2 separate regions of the Canis lupus genome follow, and region 1 is linked to region 2. A link is a contact called in public Hi-C data. All regions are on one chromosome and are shown on one strand. Each heading gives the region's core, a stretch centred on a gene start, on an enhancer-like site or on the middle of the called end of the contact. The rest is flanking DNA. Distances are from core to core; before and after follow the strand shown.

What was found. A called contact is a pair of places that touch in the nucleus more often than the background predicts.
Region 1: a Hi-C map of blood shows a contact between it and region 2, with 2.9 times the contacts expected there. The contact joins the promoter of ABHD12 here to the promoter of ENTPD6 in region 2. A contact is called at or near these places in 2 of 9 Hi-C or Micro-C datasets (both in blood).

What each region holds. Positions count from the first base shown.
Region 1 is chr23:1,734,572-1,739,260 of UU_Cfam_GSD_1.0, forward strand. ABHD12 (lysophosphatidylserine lipase ABHD12) reads right to left here and starts at 1,373. Exons shown (of 13, transcript XM_038570229.1): 1 at 1,321-1,373. The coding sequence starts at 1,358.
Region 2 is chr23:1,546,244-1,551,534 of UU_Cfam_GSD_1.0, forward strand. ENTPD6 (ectonucleoside triphosphate diphosphohydrolase 6) reads left to right here and starts at 1,834. Exons shown (of 14, transcript XM_038570224.1): 1 at 1,834-2,012.

The DNA of each region.
Region 1 (4,689 bases), core at 123-2,622, 190 kb after region 2:
AGCGTCAATTAAGGACATTCCAGTTGACCCCAAAAGAAATGACTCTGCAACACCTGAGAACGTTACATACTAACTTCTTCAAAACCGTGAAAGATCCAGATTTCAAAACTGCCTTGAATGATACGTTCTGAGAACAGCCAGATTAATTATGGAGCCAGCATACGGGGAGAAATTTGTCCCTATGAAATACACTACCTTAGTCTTGAAATCAACTCTACCTGGACACATTCATCCCCTACTCAGAGGGAGAAATCAAAACGCTAGAAGACTTCCAGATTCTCCAACTCTAGATTCTCCGTGTAGACAAATTTCAAGCACCACTAGCCATCCGCACACCCACCCACAGGTTTCCCTCCAACAGCTGAGGATGCGGCATACCCTTGGCGACAGCACACCATTTAACCTTTCCCCCAAAGGCCTCATTAGTTCTGGGCAGAGAATGCCACTTCTTGACAACTAGTTACCGGAGAAACTCAGCAAAGTGAGAACCGGGACCAGGTAAGCTTCCGCAGACGCCAGCCCAGCGCGAGGGGCGGTGGGTCCTGAGCTCCCTGCAGAGCTGAGGCGAAGGATCCCAGCTGCCCGGATCTGCAGCCCACCGCTCCGCGTCCCCCCTTCCTTGCGGGGCGTCCGGGGGCCGCAGCAGGGGCGCCCCCGGGCCCTCCCCCACTCCTCCCCCGCGCCGGGTGGCGACCGCCCGCGGCTCGCAGCCCCTGGGAGGGACGCTGGTCCAGCCCGCGGACGGGGTCCCACTGGTCACCCGGGAAGGGTAGGGGCGCGGCGCTGGGCTCCACGGGGGGCCGGAGGGGGGCACCGGAGGGTGGAAGGACGGTCGGGGCGCTCCCGCAGGCAGGTACCTGAGGGAAGGATGCCCGCGGGCCACACCTGCGGGCCAGGCGAGGGAGAGCGGCGGAGGGAGGCTGGGAGAGGACGCCGGAGGGTGGAGGGTCGGCGGGGGGCGCTCCCATCAGCAAGAACCTCGCGGAGAGGCGGGGGCCCAGGGGCTGCGTGCCTGCCAGGTCTGGCCGGCCCCGGCGCCCCACCTCACCTGCCCAGCGCCCGCTTCATGCCCGCGTCCGCGGCGCAGCGCGGCTCCGAGGGCCCCTTGCCCGCCAGGCGCAGCTTCTGTTTCAGGCGGCAGGCGGCGTCCAGCGCCGCGGCGGCCGAGCCGGAGGAGGATGAGCCCGAGGCGGCGCAGCGCTCATGCTCCAAGGCGACGGGCTCGGCCCGCTTCCTCATCCCGCGGCCGACACGGCCAGCTGCCGACGGTGCCCGCTCGCTTCGCCCGCCCGCGCCGCAGTCGCAGTCGCCGCCACTCACGGGAGCCGCAGCCGCCGGGAGCCCGCAGCCCCTAGCATCCCAGCCCCAGGCCGCGGCGGCGGCCGTACGGACCGGCGCCCGGGACGGGGCAGCCGCGCCGGCCAATCAGCGCCCGGCTCCCGTCGGCCCCGCCCCCGCCGTGCTTCCGCGGGGAGCGCGCCCCGCGACGCCGGCGCACACCTGCGGCCATTTTGGAGAAGGGCGGCCGAAGCCTTGCAGGGCGTCACGGTGCGGGCAGGGCCAGGGGACCAGTGATGCTGGCGGGGATGGGCTGGTGGGCGCAGGGGCGGGGTTGCCTGAGCCGGGGTCCCCGGCGCCGCGAGCGGACGCGCCTGGCTCTGCCCCGGGTCGAGGGCCCGCGCCGCGGGGACAGCTGGCTCTTCCATCTCCCGCTCTGGCTCGGGTTCACTAGGGCTGGAGACCCAGTGGGAGGGAACCCCTCGGAAACCTGTTTATGAGGACAGAAAGCAGAAGGTAACAAACCACCATCCTCATGATTTATAACTATTTTTCCCACAACAGTTTACTTTGAAAAATATGCTTTTAGGTACTTTTTGTTGGACACAAGCATATAAGTAATTTAACTTTTAACTTTGGGGCTGAACATATGAAAACCGAATTAAACAATTTACTTCTTAAAAACCATTTCATTTGAGATTTTTGTGAAGCATTTTAGTAGCAGCTGGTGGCGGTCCGCCTTGCTGCGCACTCAATGAGTCAAACTTGATTTGGGCTTGTAGGTTCCAGCCCTGGATTGGGTGTGGGGATTACTTAAAAATCTTAAAAAAAAAAAAAAAAAAAAAAACTATATCAAATGTGAAACCCAAGTTAAGAACTAATTCAACTCATCTCACAAAGAGTAGTTTCACACAGTTAATTTTACAGCTTTGGCATTCTTTAATATGGCATTATTTCTTAGAAACGATCTACAACTGAGAGATTTGCTTACTTATTATAAAGTGAACTTTCACCATTTCAACATTTGTGTCACTTGAAAACTATTGGCAACTGATAATTTAAAATCAATTAGAAATGCTTTTATAGGGATCCTGGGGTGGATCAGCAGTTTACGCCTGCCTTGGGCCCAGGGTGTGATCCTGCAGTCTTGGGATCGAGTCCAACATCAGGCTCCTTGCATGGAGCCTGCTTCTCCCAATGCCTGTGTCTCTGTCTCTCTCTCTCTCTCTCTCTCTCTCTCTCTGTTTCTCATGAATAAATAAAATCTTAAAAAAAAAAAAGAAATGCTTTTATAAAATCAATAGCTCCTATTAGCTTTGTAATGATACTTGTAAATTGCCAAAGAATTTCATTGACTGTGGTACAGAAATTCCACAACCAGCGTTCATAATTGTGTGGATATCTTCAAATACTCATTTTGAATTTATTTAAAGGTTTTATTTATTTATTTATGAGAGACACACAGAGAGGGTAGAGGGTCGACGGAGGGGCACTCTCATCAGCAAGAAACTCACGGAGAGGAGGGGGCCCAGGGACTGTGGCAGAGACACAGGCAGAGGGAGAAGCAGGCTTCCCTCAAGGAGCCCCATGTCCCCAGGCATCCCCTCTTTTAGAATTTAAATGGTGAATTCTTTAAAGTGTTATACCAACACATATTGGAGATTAGGAATCCAGAAACTGAGTTTAAAAAAAAAAAATTTGACCCTATTACTCACAAAATCCTCTTTAATAGAAAAAAAAAGCAAAGTGAGGGATATTGAACCTGGCTGGCATTAGGCCTAGTCTTCAGCTCTTGGTCCTGGAGGGGCGAAGGGCCAGGCCACTCCAAGGTAGACACTTTGGCTTGATTATTTTGAGCTGAAGGCCATCAAGACCCTATGGACTTCCTCCCTATGGAAGAAGCTTTTTGTCCCTCCCTTAACTACACAGGAGAATCTAAATTGGAGTCTTTCCCAGAATAATGTTTATTACCAGAGACAAATTTTACCTGAGTGACCCATCTATATGGCAAGGCAAGCATTTAATTACCAGACTTCAGCCTGTGACTTGCATTCTTTCCCTTCAAAGTCCCAGACCCCTACCGGATTCTCTTTAGTTCAAGATAATATATAACTTTATTTTGCCCAATTGTCCTTGGAATTTCCATATCAATGTGAATTTCCTGTAGGCAGGAAACTAAGTTTGATTTTCTCCTATTAATCTGTCCTATAGCAATTTGGTTCTTAATACAGAAGAGGACCTAGAAGGGGACAGGAAGTTCTTGCTCTCTGATATTCCACATTCACTGTCCATGTGGTCTGTTTTTAAATACAACCCTACACTGATGACACCCACATTGTATCTCTAGTCCACACTCCTTCCTTGAATTGCAGGTTCCTCTAATGGTTTACTCATTCACTCATTTCACCTAAAGTTATGTTCAAAGCTGAGCTCCCAACTCTTTCCCCACCCCTACTCCATGTGTAACCTTCCTGCTTCAGGAATGGTAGCCTTGTATTTGCATTTCCTTAGGCCAAAACTCTGGGATCATCCTTGAATCTTCTTATGCCTGATTCAGCACTCCTTTCAAAATCTATCCAGGATGCAACCACTTCTCACCACCTCCTCCATCCACATGCTGGGCCAAGTTGCCATCCTCTCTCACTCGAATTATTTTAACAATAATTTTAATAAGTGGTCTCCTGCCTCCACCTTTGCCAACTTTTGCTTACTTTGCCGTCAGAAAGGTCCATGTAAAGATGTAGGTCCAGTCCTGTCACTTGTTTTGCTCAAAAATACCTATATATAGTTCCCCAACTCACTCAAGTTTTCTTTAAAACAGAAAGCTTATGATAGGGCCTACAGGGTCCTACCTGGCATGGCCTCAAGCCCTCATTCTGATCTCAGCCACTAGAGTCTCCCTCCCTTACATTTTTTTTTTTTAAGATTTTATTTATTTATTCGTGAGAGATAGAAGCAGAGACATAGGCAGAGGGAAAAGCAGGCTCCTTGAGGGGAGCCTGAGCCACCCAGGAGTCCCTCCCTCCCTTACTTTGCTCCAGTGTCACTGCCTCCTTGCTGATGCAGGGGCCCCGGAGAGGTATGGTTGGCATTTGTGTGAGTCACCCAATCCCCCTCCTTGGGACCTTTGCACTTGCATTCCTGCTGCACGTGTAATTCTCTGCCTATCCTATGGCCCCACCTGCACATGGTTTATTCCCTCCCCACTACAGGTCTGTGCCTTCTCTGAACACTAACTCCAAACCCTCAGATCCTCTCATCATCACTGACTACAGAATTATTTACCTGCCCTGGCTTATTTTTCTTAGCACTAAACTAATAAATTTATCATCAATATATCTGTATCCCACACTGGAACATAGACTCTGAGAACAAGAACTTTGTTCACTACTTTATATTCAGTGTCTAGAA
Region 2 (5,291 bases), core at 584-3,083:
CCAAAGGCCCACCTCCTAATACTATCATCTTCAGGGGTATGATATGAACATATGAATTTGGGGAGTACACATTCAAACAATAGCAGTTTTTTTTTTTTTTTAATAGCAGTTGTCTAAAGAAAAACCTGGGGGAAGAGCTCTCCAAGCACTGAATGGCATATGCAAAAGTCCATGTCAGTAAAATTGACAAATTCTAGAAACTCTAGGAGTGAAATATGGTGAAGGTGATGTTATTTTTGAGTGAGGAAGACAGAAGCAAGGCCACCACAGTTCCACGAATAGAGATTTCAAATGTTAGAATAAATGTAAATTGAAACTGTATATGAGAATTCTTAGAACAGTTGAATTGGCAAAGATCCAAAGGTTTGTAAAGATCTCACTGGTGAAAACACGGGGAAACCACGCTCCTATACATTACTGTGGATGTGTCAGTTAGGGCATTGTGTAAGGAGCAGTGTAGTCACATGTATCTAATATTTAAAGAAAAAGGGACAGAACATGAGAGAGAGAATCCTAACCCTGGGAAACGAATTAGGGGGGGTGGAAGGGGAGGTGGGGGGGGTGACTGGGTGACAGGCACTGAGGGGGCACTTGATGGGATGAGCACTGGGTGTTATTCTATATGTTGGCAAATTGAACACCAATGAAAAATAAACTTATATTGAAAAAAAAAAGAAAAAGGGCTGAGGGGACACATCCTTTACCACAGAAATTCTAAGAATTTCTCCTATAAGATATACCCACACATGCACACAATAATAGTCCTCCAGGATCCTGTAGCATTATTCATAATAGCGAGCAACTGGAACAAAGGACCACATGAGCAAACTGCTGTATAAAACAAATTTCAGCGGTTTGGCCCGGTGAAGGAGGGTAGCATCCGACCAGGTGCTCACGGTGACCACCTGCCGGGCGCCCACTCCTGGTATGTGCCTGTTGTCCCTCCATCCCGTCTGGTTGGTATCCACTCTGGTTAGCATCCACTCACTCTCACAAGTGCCACCATCCTGAGCACAGACAGGAGCAGAGAGTGGGTCAGGAGCCCGCTGAGTGGGTCAGGGGCCCAGGGGCCGGCTGAGGACCGCCCCAGGGTCTCCCCCCTCCTCCGCCTGCGAGTCCGAGGCCGCCCCACAGGAGGCACAAGCGCTGGCCACGGTCGCAGGCAGCCCAGCCGCAGGGCAGCGGGCACGCAGCTCCCGCCGGGGCACAGCCGCGGGGCCTGAGTGGAGGACATCTGGGAAGACCCACTCCCAGGACCCTTCAGTAAGCTGGGGCCTGCGTGGACGACTGACCCAAGTCAGGACCTGGCCACCTCGGCATCTCCTGTTAGAGTTAGGAGAATGGGGGTCGAGAACAGGAGATTCGCCGCGCACCTGTTCTGCCGTAGTTGCATTTTCTATCACTACCACCTTGTGGGGAGTGGGGGTGCTCCAGGTGTGCAAGGACCCCAGGGAAGTTCACGGCTGCTCAAGGTCGGGTGGTGAGGTCATGGGGGTAAGCACAGCACGCTCTGCCGCGCAGAGGGACCCCTAGAGCTGGGACAGGAGCGGAACGCAGCCGGCGGGGCCGCACTGCGGCACTGACGGCCCCGCCGGCCAAGACCTCAGGCCCAGCTGACCCCAGCAGCCGCCCCCTGACACTAAACCACGCCACCCAGCGGCGCGAAAACCACGGCCGCGCCTGCGCACCGGGGCTCCCCAGGCCCCGCCCACACGCCGCGCCTGCGCACCGGGGCTCCCCAGGCCCCGCCCACACGCCGCGCCTGCGCACCGGGGCTCCCCAGGCCCCGCCCACACGCCGCGCCTGCGCGGGCCCCAACGCCCGGCTCCGCCCTCCCCGGGACGCGCCGTGCACGTGGGCGGGGCCCAGGCTCGGGGATCCGCGGGCTGGCGGCCTGTGGGCGGAGGCCGTGGTGGCGCCGGCCCCGAGCTGGAGCTGCGAAGGTTCTTCGGTCGCCCTCCGGCTCCCGGGAAACGGAATTCCCTCCGCGGAGGGGCGGAGGGGACTGCAGGGTAAGGGCGGGCCGGGGGCGCGCGGGGCTGGCGGGGTACGCTGCGGGAGAGGGCTCGGGTGCGGCGGGTCGGGGCCGCGGGGTGCGGAGCCTTCCACCTGCCGGCTCCTCCGTCTCCAGCAGCGGGGCCCGCAGGCGCCTCAGGGTCGTTCCTGCCGTCCCGTCCGGGCTCCTGCAGTCGTCCCGGACCCGACTGTGCCGACCCGTGAGTGTCCTGGAGGCGGTGGGGGGCCGCAGGGACCCTGCTGACCTGCTGCTGCGCTCCTCCCCTCGGCTTGGCCGACCCGTTCCCAGCGCGGGGCCGGTTGCACGAGGTCCGGGAGGGAAAGGACGGGCGGCCCAGTGAGGGAGCCCGGGTAGCGGACAAGACAAGACCGTGTCCTCTGACAGGGCAGCACATGCAGGGACAGTAAGCTCTGGGATTGCTGTGCGACCAGGAGAGCGCACGGGGCGCTCGAGGTGGGCGCCAGCAGTGCTCCAGGGAGGGGCCCTGAGTGGACACAGCTGGACGCTGGGCTCCACGCCCTTCAGGAGAAAGCCCTGAAGAGTCGAGAGAGTAAAAGGGAAGGGAGAGATGAGCAGGGGGCCCTTGCGGGAAAGGTAGTTTATCTTAAGTCCAGCTAGGAGCCATAGAATGGTTTTAAAGGCTGGAAGAGGGGACCCCTGGGTGGCGCAGCGGTTTGGCGCCTGCCTTTGGCCCAGGGCGCGATCCTGGAGACCCGGAATCGAATCCCACGTCGGGCTCCCGGTGCATGGAGCCTGCTTCTCCCTCTGCCTGTGTCTCTGCCTCTCTCTCTCTCTCTTTGTGTGTGACTATCATAAATAAATAAATAAAATTAAAAAAAAAAAAAAGGCTGGAAGAAAACCTGGATTGTTTTTGTAGATCATGACGGGCACAGCCCCGCATATCCCGGGCATCCACTCAAAAGAGGTAAGTCACCCAGAAGTTCAGGGTAGCTCCAGTTGTCCTTCCAGACACATTCCAGGATCATGCATACCAAGCCCCACATCTTCCATCCTTCAGGATCCTGTGTAGGTCATAGCCCATAGCCCCTCAGTGAGGGAATCTGAAACTTTAGGTTCCTTCGGACGGGTGAATAGCAACTGTGATTACAAGGGCTTTCTGACCCACTGCAAGAGCCATGATGGATGGGGGATGAGGGTTTGTCCTGGGGAGGTTGTTCTGTTGACCCTACCAATACATGAACAAGGTTGGGGGCGGGGAGCATAGTAGTATAAATCCAGGAATTGTTTTCTGTCCCACTCCCCCTGCCCTCATAAGCATCAGTTGTCTAATATGATGTCTCTCCCTTGTGGAACCTCACATGAAAAACCAGAGGGGGACAGCCATGTAAAGAGATCTGCAAGAGCTTCCCCGCCCACTCTGTCTTGTGAAAAGGAAACAACTGGTGGTGTTAACTGGGCTGACTCATGTATGTATCCTTTCTCCCCCCCCCCCCCCCCCCCCCCCCGGAGAAAGAGATAAAAGCCCATTTAAACCTACCAGGAGAGTAAGTAGTGGTTTGTTAATGTTTAATTTTGGATAGGTTTTTAGCATATGTGGTGGTCATTTTGCATATATGGCTCTTTTATGTACTTAACTGAAAACCTTGAAGAAACTGGCCAACAGATTAGCCACTGATCCAAATCAGATAGAGCTTATGTTCCAAGAGCCACCTACCTTCCCCAGCTCCTAGAAAGCTAGCTGGGAGCAAGGCTTACCAAGCCAAACCTCTGTTGACCTTTGTGCCCCAGCCTACTCCCTATTCCCTGCCTGATAGCCTTGTTCTAGACTCTCTCTCTTTAAAGGACAAAAATCAAACTGAATAACAATTCAGGTCCTGAGTGGACCTCTAGGGAGGACCTGATCGACATATTTAGACTGTGGTGTTAGTGGTGCCCATGGAAATGCGATTTGCCCCTTCGTAAATTATCTTATAGTCTTAGTAGGTGAAACTGGCCTTTAGGTTTGGGCCTCCAGGTCATGGAGCCAGGTTGTTCCTGGCTCTGTGCTCCCTAAATGTTATTTTCTGTTTGGACTGTTTATGTTATGCTGAGCTTGTTGGTCTATAACTGTAACGATTATAGGCATGTAACTTCATGTATTTTTTTGGTTGTCTGAAGTAGTCTTAACATTAATAGAGAAAGTGAAGTGATGGAGCACATTTGATGTGGAGACAGAAGCCAGAAAGTCTTGTCTGTACCTTACCACATGCCAGCTGTGTGATTACAGACAAGTCTGTTTTCAAATATTCCTGGGCCTTGGCACTGTTGTATGATAATAAGTTGTTGCCTGTTGTGTGGTATAAGTGCCAGCCTTGTAAGCCTCTGCTAACAGGATATAGCTTATGTAAAGGATAATTTTTTTAGTTTAATAAAAAGCAACCTTTGCCTCAAAATTTGGTATATCACCTGTTAATCTGATCATGTAGGTCATGGTTCTTAAACTAACATTGAACAAGACAAAAGTTGATTATGTAAAAGGGTCTTAACAACTGTGCTGCACTGGCCCACTGGTTGCAAGGAACAGGAAAGCAAGCAAAAAAAAAAAAGAAAGAAAAAAAGAAGGGTCTTAACATCTTACACTGTCAGAATTGTAAGAAACATCTTACGCTGTCAGAGTTGTAAGATGTTAGTATTACTTTTGTGTTCTCATTGTTCATCCTTAGAAATAGCTGCTTTCAAACATTGTCTATAAATACCTTTTTGTTTAATGATCTCTTAGCGATGGAAAACTCTGGGATACAGTAACCTAATGAAAGGAGGCCTATGAGAGGACTAGTTCTAGAGTGAGTGCTAGATGCCTAGGATTGAGCATTCCCCAGGTTACATCTCAGACTCTGCTCGTTCCTGGGTCTTCTCTCTGTCCTTGATTTCTTCACTCCTGACCTTAGCTAATACCCCTTCGTGCCCAATTTCCCAGGTCCCAACCCCAAACCTGCTATCTCACAAGGGTCAGCTCCATTTCTGACCAAATGTCCTGCTGTCATTTCAAACTTAACATGCTGAAAACCTGGTCATTATTGTCTCCTGCCCAAATTGCCCCTTCCCAAATGCCTACTTCTGTTGGTGGCCATCATCTGGATCCTGAAGCATTGTTGATGGTTCCATCTTTCCCCGACTACAAGTGAGTTGCTAAGCCATCAGCTAGCCTCCTTTAACAGCAACTATTGACTGAATGGCTGCTGGGCTCTGGCCTTGTGTTGGGGTTGGAAGACCCAGGATGATGGAGCTGGCCCCTGCTAAACTAACTAGAGGGAAGGCTCAAATAAATAACTCC